Linked DNA regions of Danio rerio: region 1 is linked to region 2. The links are chromatin contacts, called in public Hi-C maps. All regions are on one chromosome and are shown on one strand. The core of a region is the stretch at or near the end of the contact, and the rest is flanking DNA. Distances in the headings are between cores, read along the strand shown.

Region 1 (6,738 bases), core at 2,503-5,002, 57 kb after region 2:
TTTCCACTGTTAAAAAAGCGGCAAAGGTTTCAGCAATCGTTATTTGTCATGTTTAAGAAGTTCAGCATATTCAGTGTGAAACTTCACACATCACGATGCAGTGGAGCGTTCGCAAGGGTTTTTTTTGAGTCATGACCGCTATAACCGCTGTCCAACACCACTAACCAAAACCACACAGCTCTGAAGAGTGAATGGTTCAAACCTGAGTGCTTGCTTTCCGACAACTGCTGCTTGGTGATGACGGAGGACAGAAAGTCGATTTCTTCATCTATGCCAGAAAGTGGGGCCACTGGATCTGTGGAGAAAAGACAGGATATGGTGAAAAAAAATAACAGCGTCGTGGATGGTGCTAAAAATACTACGAGATTACTGTCATTGAACGTGCACAAAAGGTTAAAATGTCAAGAGTTGAAAGGTCACTTCACACTGAGATGAAAATTCTGTCATCATTCACTCACCATAATTACTTTCCAAAGAAGAATTTTGTTTAACATTCGAACAGAAACAAAGTCTAAATTCAGTCAGTTGTTCAAAACTGAGAGGTCTGTTCATCCTAAACTGTGACAATTAAAAACATTCCTATTATGAACATAAAATATGGATAGAACATTTTGAGGGATGTAAAAACAATAACAATGGTCCTAAAGTGTTTCCTTTTTTACATTTTTCATTACCATAGCTTCTGAGACTCCAAAAATGCCCTGATATTGATAAATAACATTAAGATGGCTGTTTTAACGTAGAGTTATGATTGAATTGCATCTTGTGACAGTTATGAAATAGTTTGGCAACAAGCAAGAAATGTTCAAGGGCCAATGACATGACCACATTAAAATGGTTTATATATGAATTGAAAAGTTAAATGCAAGACACGTCTTCAGAAGAGACATAATCCTATCATATAGTGATTTACATACAAACATTGATCATCAATGTTTACAAAAATGGTCTCAAACTCAATTCTTGGAGGGCCACAGCTCTGCACAGTTTTGCTCCAACCCTAATCGAACACAGCTGATCCAACTAATCAAGGTTTTCAACACTACTAGAGACTATTGGAAACTACTGGTTTACAACATTCAAGTTTAGTCACAGAAGCTCAAACATTTAATCTTTTGATGCATGAAAACCAATTAGATTCATGCTTGCAAGTAATGTGGCACTTTTGAAATGTTAAAAAAAAACAATAAGATTCAATCTTCCAAGTGATGTGGCACTTTTGACATTCCACAAGAACCAATGACACTCATTCTCGCAAGTGATGTAGCACTTTAGAGATTTTAAAACACCCAGTGAGATTCAGTCTTACGAGTAATGTGGCACTTTCGTGATTCCACATGAACCAATGAGATTCATTCTTAAGGGTTTTGTGGCACTTATGAGATTGCACAAGAACCAAACAAATTCATTCTTACACATAATGTGGTACTTTTGCCATTCCATAGGAACCAGTGAGATTTGGAGCTCTATTTTGACGATCCATACGCAAAGTATGAAGCGCAGGGCGCAAATGCATTAAGGGTGAGTCAGAATCCACTTTTGCTATTTTAAGGATGGAAAAATCCACTTTGCGTCGTGGCCCATGGTCTTACAGGGTTGAGCTTATTCTCTTAATGAGTTATAGGTGTGTTTTAAGAATAAGCCAATCAGAAGCTGCGTCCCAAATCGCATACTTATGCACTATTCTACGCCATTTTGTAGTATAAATAGAATAAGTAGTGTGTTCACACTGAAAACTCTAAAAATAATAAGTGCACTTTAATTACCCGGATGATGCACTCATTCAGCCGCTAAAATGAAGTGTGTAATGATGGACACTTCACGCACTCAATGACCACAGGTTTGCTTACGTAGCGGAAGGGGCGGAGCTATCAGACGCACATGTTGAATAACTTTATTTATTTTTGATGGTGAAAGCAAAATTCTCCTACGAGAGTGATTTTAGCGCCTCCCGATGGTGAATGCAGCAATACTCACGGCAGGTATTATTTGATAATTCGGTCGTTTATTTCAATGATTTGGCGACCGTCAAACGTCATCAGGGAAACGGTTTGAATTTCCGCTTAGTAAAAACACATTAGTGTGCTATTTGGGACGACACTACATACATATACTATCCTGTTGAGTGTGTAAGTGCATAAGTACATAGTGCATGAGTGCATAGAACATCTGCAGCGCGAGAATGAGAGATGAGACTCCTCATTGTTTACTTTAACTTTCACTCTCGTGGATAAGGAAACATGTTGTATGCACAGACATCTATTAGCCTATACATAATTAATTTAGTTTGTTAAGCGCAAAGATTCGTTTCAAAACAATTTCTAATTTCAGTTCTAATTTCCAGCAAAGGAATAAATGAACAATAATAATGAAGTGTGGTCAAAAACCGGAGTTATATCCAAATACACATGCTGTGCCCCATATGGTCTAAAACCTGACAGGTGGACAAATCTAAGCTTCTTTTTAATAAAACAAATATAAATATGCATATAATAAATAATACTGCTAATTATAATAACATTATTTAAAAGCAAATTGTTATGAATAAACTGAAAAAGCCCCCCTGAGATGAAGAAGGCATGAAAGTATGGTTTTTATACTTATGTAGGCTAGAAAATAATAATTTTTGTAATATTTTAATCTTTTAATTCTTTTTCATGTGTAAAGATATTTGCGTATTGCTGTACACCCTGTGTGTATTAAGCAGTGTGTAAGCAAGGCGACAACTAACGTGCTCTGCGCTGGACAATAGACCGGCTTTGATCTGGTCTATTGAACCGTCTAGTTAAGTTCCTCAAAATAGCAATGCGCCAGCAATGCGCCTCAACACGCCTCCTTTTTTAGATCAGAATGCCTATGGGCGCACATGAGGGCAAATGCATTTGCTATTTAAACAGCATGGTGCAGAACGTCAAAACGAGTCTTGCGCCGTGCTGAACTAGCCAAAAACAATTGCGTCACGCCTTGCGCCAAATTGCTCCAGGTGTATGATAGGACCCTTCTTTTCTCATGCCAAGCAAGTATAGATGGTTGAGCTTCTGTTTATGTTTGCTGAGAAATGTTAAAACAGAGACCACTTTAAAGTTATAATCAGCTCTCTTGATTTCCCATTAATATGTATGTGTTTTGACTACAATGTTCATTTGTGCTTTACTGATGACATGCTCAATTTCAAAATAAGATTATTATTATTTAGAGCACTTAAATGCATGTATAAACAATTCCATGTCTTGAGACATTAGGGGTAAGTATTGCAAATTTCTGCAAATAAATGCCCCAAACAATATTATTCTTATTTAAAATAACCTATTACATTTTAATGACTAATCCAAAGAAATGATAATAGCTTTAAAGTGGTCTGTTACTTTGTTTGAAAGCTGGTTATATTTCATAAAACATGGATTAAACCGATTAATTCATACATATTATTTTCCTGAAGGAATCTCTTAATGCATCATCTGAGTTTTGGGCAAACACATTCTCAAAAGTGTGATGGAAGAATCTCTCAAACATGATTGAACACATTTGCATTTACGTTTCAAAGATATTGCAAAATATTTATGGTATTGGAATGACATGATAGTGAATAAACGTGGCAGATTTTTCATTTTGAAGAGAACTTGCAAGTAATAACTGCAAAGAGAGTAAATTGTGTAAATCCACAAACCCTCCAGTTTCTAATGTGCTGAAGTGTGCTGACTGGGCTGTGTGTGTCCTGACAGTGAGAGTGTGCCAGGCTGTTGTTTGTTTGACACGCTCTAAAAGCAACACAAAGGCAGCACATGGTTTAATGGTTCTCTTGTCCAGACAGTAATCTGCATTCCAAGACTATGGAGAATCGTCCTCCTCGGCAACGGTCTGAGTGTGTGTGGGTGTGTTTGTGTGTGAGTGTATGTGTGGTCGATGGGATGCTCGTTATCTTTCACGCACCAGAGAACAACACACACACTCACTGAATGTTCAGAATAAACTGTGATTGTTGAATCAGTGAATCATAACGCTAAATCAAAAGACTCAAGGAATCATAAAAAGGAATCAATCAGTGTTGACATTTTTAATAAAAGTTACTGCTACAATATTTTTAACCTAGCACTCCTGTAATCATTCATTCATTTTCTGATTCCTTTTATTAATATGGAGTCACCACAGCGGAATGAACCGCCAACTTATTCAGCATATGTTTAACGCATAAATGCCCTTCTAGCTGCAACCCATCACTGGGAAACACGTCTGTAATCAATGTAATGATAATTCAATAAAAAAGTATGTAGTAACAAGCATAACATTTTATAAACAATATTTAGTCTTAGTATTTAGCTTTATAATAGCTCTAATTTCATAAATATTCAATACATTACTCAGCACCGGTTAGCCAATATCAACAAACTCATTGTCATCCAGGCCTAGTTGCTTAAGTATTAGTAGACAACATAATGTACTTAAAATATTGATATGAATTATATCGACCATTTATAGGATGTGTGTGTTGATATTGTTAACATAATTTAGCATTGATGACTGGCCTGGTTGTGATTATGTTATTAATATTTATCTGCCATTGTTAATATGATAATAGTATATATGTATGCATGTATGTATAGTGGTGTAACACATCACAAATCTCATGGTTTGGATCACATTATGGTTTTTTAGTCACGTATCAGACCATTTTTCGGATCAGCCATAAAGAGGAGGAAACAAATGTAATTTGCTTTCCTTTTATTACCAAAACAGAACTGTTTAACAGACAGATCTTAGAACCTGTAATTTTATTAACAAATATAATGATGAAATAATCAGCTGAATAAAAATACATTTTTCTGAATAAAATTTTCAATTTACTATCATTTATAATTTATGTTGTGTGGGTGTTGAAATCCTGATCTTTTAATAATTAATCGTGCAGCTTACAGTCAATGCATAAATGCAGGCTAAACAAGTAGTGACAGTAAACACCTTTAATACTCTAAGAAACCCACCACATCCCGAATAACCTACCACAACTTTTTCTGTCATCATTCTATTTTACAGGAAAACCTAAATGCTTTCATACATGTCATTTGAATAACATGAAAGGTAATCTTTCTGCGATCTTTACAAATTTGGTAAGGTAAAAAAACAAAAAACGGATTAATATATATCCCTAATTATATATTTATATATATATATATATATATATATATATATATATATATATATATATATATATATATATATATATATATATATATATATATATATATATATATATATATATATAGACACACACACACACATACACTTTATATATAACTTGTCACTTTATACTGTATTTACATTTATAATATATTTTATTATGTCAACCAGCTCTAGTCTGTTAGCCTCTAACAAACAAAAAATCATTAACCATAAATATTAATGACAACAATCAGTTCTAGTGTAGAAGTTTAGTTAAGTTTATTATGTTTAATAACCAAATACATTATTTAAAATATCATAATATTAATAGTATACTTAATAACACAATATTAAGTACATCATCCAGTATAAGCTAGATAATACAATTTACAGTCAACAAAACAATATAGAATCTTCCACAAATAATATCCACATGCAAAGAATACTAAATATCATCAATAATTAATAAATTATTCAGATAATAATTGAATTCACTGTTCTATACACACACAAAAATATATACCAGGTTGATTTGAGAGTGTTAGGTGATGAGATGATGTGATGAACCCCATATACAGCGTACGTAATCTTGATTATCGACTCTCTCTCTTTATTCTGCAGTGTATTGAAAGTGCTGACAGGCGGGAGCTACAAGAAAAGGGAAAGTTTATTGTAATGAAGGTGTGTTTGGTCTACAGATGACTGGCCATCTGCCTGCTGGAACAAGACTGATGTGACACCACCAACACCCCCGTCCTGCCACAGCAGGTGCCAGAGAGGCGGGACAAACCATCTGCACCAGCCGCCCTGTAAATCTACACTTTACAAAACGAACAATCCAGTTATGACTCAGCAAGTGCTGCAAGATCAGAAAACAAGCTCCACTGTTTTATGCTATTGCATTTCTACCTAGAAAATATTCAAACTAGTATGACATGAGTTGATATATATATATACAGGTACAAAGATTAAGATTATGCTACTTTTTGTATTTTCTTATGCTACAATTTGTGTAGTGTCATGTGCAATAATAGCCACATGTATGATCTTGCTGATGGGTTCATTCTTAAAGGAACAGCGCAACAAAAATGATAATTATACCCTACTTTACAAAGCATCAAACCATAGATGTATACCTGTCTTCGTTTACACAAAAGAATTATATTTAGAGTTGTATTCAATAATATACTTGTCAGCTTTGTAATGGAAGTGAATGGTGAATGTCATACATTTACTCGGCCTTTAAAAATACTTCATTTTTGTGTTATTTATGTGTAAAAACTAAATTTTATTTTTTTAAATCAAACTTTCAATGCTTTATAAACTGAAAGTAAATAAATGCTGTCGTTATTTTAAACTTTCAGATGAAGGAATAAAGACTTTTCTTCACTCTTTTATGTATCGTTCATATACAGATACCTAAATGATAAGTCAATTATGAAATTAAAAGCTGAATTTTACAAATACTGTTTCCAGTTTTCTTCAAATGTCTATTATTATCATCACTCTTGATCAAAATTGTTGTTCTTTTTGCATTTTGATGCCTTTTTTTGCATTAAAACTATGGCAATACTACACAAT
Region 2 (7,342 bases), core at 3,138-5,637:
GTTTGGGTCATTTTGGACCCAAAAACAAAGGGGGAAATAAGTATTCAACATGCCTCCACTTTTCTCAGAAAACATATTTGTAAAGGTGCTGTTGACTTGAGTTTTCACCAGATGTTGGTAACAACCAAATAAATCCATATATGCAAAGAAAACAAACTAATTAGTTTAAAAATGAAGTTATGTGTATTAAAATTAAATGACACAAGGGAAAAGTATTGAACACATGAAGAAAGGGAAGTGTAGAAAGGCAGTGAAAGTGCAGACAGCAGCTGAAATCTCTAAGTAGTTATTCAGCAACCCTTTGCCATTCCTCATTGTAGTTGCTTAAGTCTAACATCTACTTTATCAGGATGATGAAGATGAAACCAGGGTGAACATTTTAGCAAGACAATGATCCAAAACACAGCCAAGGGAACTCTCAAATGGTTTCAGAAAAAGAAAATTGAGCCGTAGAATGGCCCAGCCAATCACCTGACTTAAATCTAATAGAAAGTATAAATTAACGATCAGATTTAATAGACGAGACCCACAAAACCATCAGGATTTTTACACTCTGTTGAAGTGTGAAAAACTCACACCTGAGCAATTCACATGACCTTATTCTCCATATAAGAGGTGTCTTTAAGGTATGCAAGTGTCAAAACTAAAACTTTTGCACAATGTTTAGCGTTTTTTTTACAGTATATCTAAAAAAAAATTTACATTTTTTTAAGCAATGATTTATTTAACTAAAATATTTCTCATCGATATTTAAATTGACAAATTCAAAAGCTTTGAAATATGTATTATGTATTAATAAATTATGTAATTAAATTACACATAAGACACAATATAATCGTTTAATTTTTTTTTAATTTAACTATGACTATTTTATAACTGCTGTTAATTGATATAAAACAGATATGAAATCTAGAAACAGTACAGATTTTGAATGCATAATAGGACTCAACACGAAAGATTATTATGCTGAAAACTCAAGTTAGAAAATTCAATTTAAAGTTGTTTTACTTGCATAATCATTTGCAGTGTTCTTTCACAATATTATTGCTAACTGCATGTTTCAACAATCTATTAAAAAGTAGCAAACAACCACATGAAACACATTCAGAACAAAGCAACAAGCTAAAATAACACAATGCAAAATCAAGCTCTTCAGACAGCATGCATTTTGGACAAGAGGTGAAACGTACTCGCATGTTTATATCTGCGGTAGAGGAGCAGCACGGTAATTCCTATTAGACACACAGCCACCGCAGCCCCGATCAATACACCAGTCAGCTGCAACAGACAACACAGAAGTCACAGAAAGTAAAAAATAGGACATTTATTACATGAAAACTGTTGTGTTCTACTACTGGACTTTTGATTACCCTTTTATCAAAACTTGTAATACAGCATATACTTTTAGCAACAATAGCAGAAGGAATAAAAAGTCAACATGGGTGCATCAACCCGAATACGATTAAACAAATATCAATATCACTTCACATTATCTGCACATGTGATTGGAGTCAGTCTCATCACCTTCCCCTTGCACTAAATGCTATTATAGAGAAATATACCAGACTGGATTCATTAGGGAACACGTTGATAAATTTGTGTTGTGTACCATAGTAGTCTGCATTCTCTCCTCCACAAACTGCTGCAGGCGAGAACGAATGTCACTCCCAATAGCCTGAGGAAAGACACCAATATAGAATCACACACCTATTATAATTAATGTAATTAATGAAAACAAAATTACCACTTGTAACCAACAGGAGTCCATATAATCTATCTAGTCAAACAATGAATTTAGCAATCGCAATATCAGTGTAGTTGAATTAAAACAACTAGTGCAGGGCAAAAAATAATCATGATTAATGGCATCCAAAATAAAAGTTTGTTTTCACATTCAAGGTTCAATGCTAAAGATTTTTTCTACTGGCCCGATCGCACCAGTGGTTCAGATTTTTACTTGCCTCTCCAATATTTTCACTGGCCCCACAAAAAAAAAATTAAAAAAAAGTTAACAGCTATTTCTTAGCCACATATTTTAAATAATGTGTCAAAAAATCAGCCAATCTACAATTTAAATATTTAAAATGTTAATAAAAGTAGCAGTATAGAAAATATGCAGGTATTTTATTGCAAACAAACTGTACAAAACATCACTTAAATGTCTGCTTCCAAGGCGTTAGAAACAGATGTTTTTTAGCATCATATTTTAATGTTGCAGTCTCTTCGCTGTACTGGTTGTTACAGAAAAAATTATGTGTAATTCTTATCATTGAGTGCTGACAGAATATATGTTTGTGTGTTAGATATACTTATTATGTATATATGATAAAACGAAACGATTTAGCTACATAGGTATTTAAATTTATATATAATTTGCATCATACATACATACATATCCATGTATGTGTTTATTTATATGTACACACATAATAAATATCCATAACACACACAGGTTATGTCAAGACAAACTTTTATTTTGGATGCCATAACTTAAAACCCACTAAAAACACATACTAACACTAAACAGACAGACAGACAGACAGACAGACAAGACGTGTGGAGGGATGGGTCAATAGATAGATGGGATGGATAGATGGATGTGTCAATAAATATGACACTAACACAAAAACAACACAAAACCAACACTAAAAATGACACTAGTTATTTCCCCAAGGATTTTCACAGGAGAAAACACAACGATGCCGAAACATAATACCTGAGGTGCTTTTATTTTTATACTTCAGTTCGCTAGCCTGGCTTGGTTCCATGATAATTGTAATAATTTCCTCCCATGGTAAAAAAACTATTTTTCTTAACATAGAAAATAGATTAACATAAAGCTGAGAGCTTTTTCCACAACGTCATCTGTATTTTTAAAATTGCTTTTTTTTATTTCTAACATGGATTCTGATTGACTGTCAGTATTTTATCATTAGCTGAAAAAGAAAAACGTTCTGAAAATGATCCCAACAATATAGTATCTTTCAGTTTCTTTTTCTATATTGTTTATTGTTACAGCCGTGGTCTGTACTCTGCAGTTGTTTGTTTCACATTCAGAATGATTTTTAGAAGAATGTCTTTATCGTTAGAATGCTTGGTGTGAGCAGCTCTTAACACGGAGTAAAAAATCATAAAAATGTCAGAAATTTTCTAAAAGCACATTTATATTGAACACACATTTATAGTCAACACACATTTTATTAACAAAGCTTCAAATTTAAAAAAATACATTTTTGTACTGATAACTTTTTTGCTTAAAAAAAAAAAAAAACTTCAAACTCGCAGACACTATGAATTTATTTACACATTACACAGAACAATGCAGTTTTGCTCATGCTGGGGTTTCTTTGAATTCATGATTATTTATTTATTTTATTTATTTTTAAATCCAAGCCATATCTTTGAACTCAAACAAGATTAAAAGGGGCCAGAGTTTGTTCAGGTTTTTCCGGTCTTGAACAAAAATACAACAGCACTTCCCCTTTGAGCAAAAAAAAAAAAAAAAAAAAAAAAAAAAAAAAAAAACTTCAACAACTAATCCAGCACTCCTCTTTGTAATGAATAATGAAAATACAATAACTTAAACTAATGTCATTCTAAACATATTTGCCATTATGAATAACAACGTGCTGTTCGTTTTCAATGAGCCAGGTTTGATTAACAAACGATCAAAAGAAGGCAAAAAATTCTGATTATATATTCCCATGTTCAAACAAACAAATGATAGAAACGCTTGATACTCACAGGATACAGGCAAAGACCTTCATCCTCTTCTCCCATATCTAAAAAGAAGAGAATTTAGTTTTTAAAACATGCCAACAAGCGGTCATACATTCAAGAAATATCAACAGGTCTGAACTGCAAAGTGTTGACAGACGAACTTCTGTTTAAACTGAGCTTAACATATTTCTTAAGATAATCCGATGGAAAATACTCATGCTAGGCAAATATGATTCAGTGTTTGTTGTCATTGAGTAAGTGACGACATGCATTAGCTTTATGGGCGTTGTAGCCATTTAAAATGTAAACAAACATGATAACCTTTATAAACTGACAATAATTATGGATTATTTTCAGAGCAGCTGCACAAATATACAAATAAAGCATAAATATCTTACAAAACAGCTCTTCAGCAGGTGGTTTATACGTGACAGAGTGAAATGCTAATTAGCTAGCATACAGTAGTTTACTCACTTAAGACAGCGAAATTGAAGACTGGTGCTGAATAATTCCGTTTTAAAGCATTGGTTTGTGGCACAGCTGCCGGCCGGGTCACTTTCTTGCCATTTCCACACACATCTCACTCCTTCGCAAACTTTGGGAGCTTCTTTTTTCGCCCCATGAAATCAAATCTCTGCTGTCGCCTTGACAGTCCTTCGCTTGGCAGTGACGTGCGATTTCATTGGTTGCAAATAATATCAAGAGTCCAATCAGAATCGCTGTTGTTTGATTAATCGTATTTGGTGTAAATGCAAAACAACACACATAGATAGTGAATGTGTACCGATAATTATGCAGATCTTTAAAATGCTACTGTAATTAAAAAACAAAGTAACATTCAGCTATTAATGCCACCTTTGGTGATAATTATACAAAATGATAAACCGTCATGATATTATTTTGTCATCTGTAAAAAAAATGTTTAGTGCTTGTCAAACGATTATGCTTATTCAAAAAAGCTTAATTATAATCAAAAATAATAAAAGAATTGTACATATTTACAAAATACACTCTCTTGCCGCTTTATTAGGTACACCTTACTTATAACGGGTTGGACCTCCTTTTGTCTTCAGAACTGCCTGAATGCTTCGTGGCATAGATTTAACAAGATACTGGAAATATTCCTCAGAGATTTTGGTCCATATTAAGTGATAGCGTCATGCAGTTCCTGCAGATTTGTTAACTGTCCATCCATGATGTGAATCTCCCCTTCCACCACATCCCAAAGGTGCTCTATTGGATTGAAGAAGAAACCAGTCTGAGGTGATTCAAGCTTTATGACATGGCACGTTACCCTGCTAGAAGTGGCAATCAGAAGATGGGTACACTGTAGTCATAAAGGGCTGGACATGGTCAGCTACAATACTCTGGTAGGCTGCTGACACAATGCTCAGTTGGTACTTATGGGCCCAAAGTGTGCCAAGAAAATATCCCCCACATCATTACACCAACACCACCAGCCTGAACCGTTGATAGAAGGCAGGATGGATCCATGCTTTCATGACGTTGATGCCAAATTCTGACCCTTACCCTACTATCCGAAGAAATCAGAAATCGAGACTGATCAGACCAGGCAATGTTTTTCCAATCTTCTATTGTCCAATTTTGTTCTTAGCTGACAGGAGTGGCCCCCGATGTTATTTTCTGCTGCTGTAGCCCATCTGCCTCAAGGTGTGACGTGTTGTGACGCTTCAGAGATGCTCTTCTGAATACCTCGGTTGTAACGTGGTAATTTGTGTTACTGTTGCCTTTCTATAATCTCGAACCAGTGTGGCCATTCTCCTCTGACCTCTGGCATCAACAAGGCATTTGCCCACCAGAACTGCTGCTCACTGTATATTTTCGGACCATTCTCTGTAAACCCTAGAGGTGGTTGGGATTGAAAATCTCAGTAGATCAGCAGTGCCTTAAATTCTATGCATTTGTTACTTTCATATTATTATTATAGTAATTGTTTAACAGCATATCATTTTTTCATATATACAATATAACTAGACCTATTATTTTTGTATTTTTGACAAAGGAAAAGTAATTTCACTATCCATTTTTGCCTTTGTTAGCTCAACCAAAGACAATCAAACATATCTCTGATCTTTTATAGCAATTTTATTTGTTTGCATGATGTTTCATACACACTGGACGTTACAAGAGAAGATCCTTATAAACAATAATGCCACCTGAAATCAATAACATCCTTGTAGAAGTTGTCTAGTGCTTTGTCTTATTTTTTTCTCATGGGGTAGAATTTCAAACCAATTACATGTCTCATTTCATATGGCCTTCAAAGACAACATTCGCAGATGTTTCTAAACGAGTGGCTATCATACAAACGCAAGCCATCAAAACCACAGACACAAGCGACACACTTTTAAATACTAAAAATGGCAGCAACAAGCAGGGCAGGCATCTGATATTCACAAGTTGTGGTTTTTAAATGAAAAACTAACAAAAACAACCTCCACCCATATATAATGATTCCCATTAAGAGCATACATATTGAAGGCTGTTTTTGGAGCAAACACAAGAAAAGATTTACACAAAAAAAAAAAAGTCCACACACTCTTTGTCCTCCGCCCTCTTTGAAGTCCAGTTCTACTTGTTAAGATATTTGGCCACTGAACTGTAGGCAAGAAGGATCTCCTTATCTTTGGGGCACGTCAGGTGGAAAACATCCTCCTTGTATGCTTTGTCCAAATACTTTGAAAGGCCTTTTAGCTCTGCAGGAATCTCAAAACCTCTGTACTTTTTGCACACCACCTAAAAAGTCGATAAAGAATTGAGATCTTTAAGCAAGATGAAGTTTAATGACCAGTAATTAAAATTAACTATATCAGCTCTATAATTTTCAAATTGAATGCATTTATTGTCTAAGGGGTGGGAAAAATGACCTTGACGATGTGTAGTTTTGGAAGCAGGTTGCAGTCAGCAAGAGAGAGTGCATTTCCGTCCAGGTAGTGTCTAGTGGACGTCGATAACTCTGGATTCTGGTCCAGTTCATGAGGAAGGGGAGTTAACAGGTACTGATCCAACTTCATCAAGCTCTTTAGAAACTTCTTCTCCAGCACTGAAAGATTCAACATTAAAGTGATGACATTCTAATCAATCCATTCCTCCATTGTTACATCTTTCTTTCTTTTCTATCTATCTATCTATCTATCTATCTATCTATCTATCTATCTATCTATCTATCTATCTATCTATCTATCTATCTATCTATCTATCTATCTATCTATCTATCTATCTGTCTGTCTGTCTGTCTGTCTGTCTGTCTGTCTGTCTGTCTGTCTCTGTCTGTCTGTCTGTCTGTCTGTCTATCGTTATATTTATTGACACATCTATCTGTCCATCTATCCATCTATTGACATATCCATCCATCCATCCATGCATCCATCTATCCATAAATTTATTGTTACATTTATTGACATATAAATCTATCTACCCATCTATTGACATTTTTATCTATCTATCTATCTATCTATCTATCTATCTATCTATCTATCTATCTATCTATCTATCTATCTATCTATCTATCCATCCATCCATCCATCTATCCATCCATCCATCCATCCATCCATCCATCCATCCATCCATCCATCCATCTATCTATCTATCTATCTATATA

What was found. Hi-C and Micro-C count contacts between places; a contact is called where the count stands out from the background.
Region 1: a Hi-C map of an unstated tissue shows a contact between it and region 2, with 3 times the contacts expected there. The contact joins the enhancer-like site here to the promoter of pnpla7a in region 2. A contact is called at or near these places in 2 of 18 Hi-C or Micro-C datasets (hematopoietic stem cells and an unstated tissue).

Annotation. Positions count from the first base shown.
Region 1 is chr21:15,115,444-15,122,181 of GRCz12tu, forward strand. npdc1a (neural proliferation, differentiation and control, 1a) reads right to left here. Exons shown (of 9, transcript NM_001128783.1): 3 at 203-295. Among named protein-coding and RNA genes, the nearest start is that of pou5f3, 28 kb to the left of the region's middle. Within about 2 kb of position 3,753, at least 9 of the 62 cell types and tissues checked have an H3K27ac peak or open chromatin away from gene starts, as enhancers often do.
Region 2 is chr21:15,057,972-15,065,313 of GRCz12tu, forward strand. It overlaps pnpla7a (patatin-like phospholipase domain containing 7a), which reads right to left and starts at 4,388. Exons shown (of 10, transcript NM_001080655.1): 1 at 4,195-4,388; 2 at 3,745-3,782; 3 at 1,610-1,675; 4 at 1,191-1,278. The coding sequence starts at 3,780. It overlaps clic3 (chloride intracellular channel 3), which reads right to left. Exons shown (of 6, transcript NM_199524.1): 5 at 6,609-6,784; 6 at 5,807-6,477. The coding sequence ends at 6,313.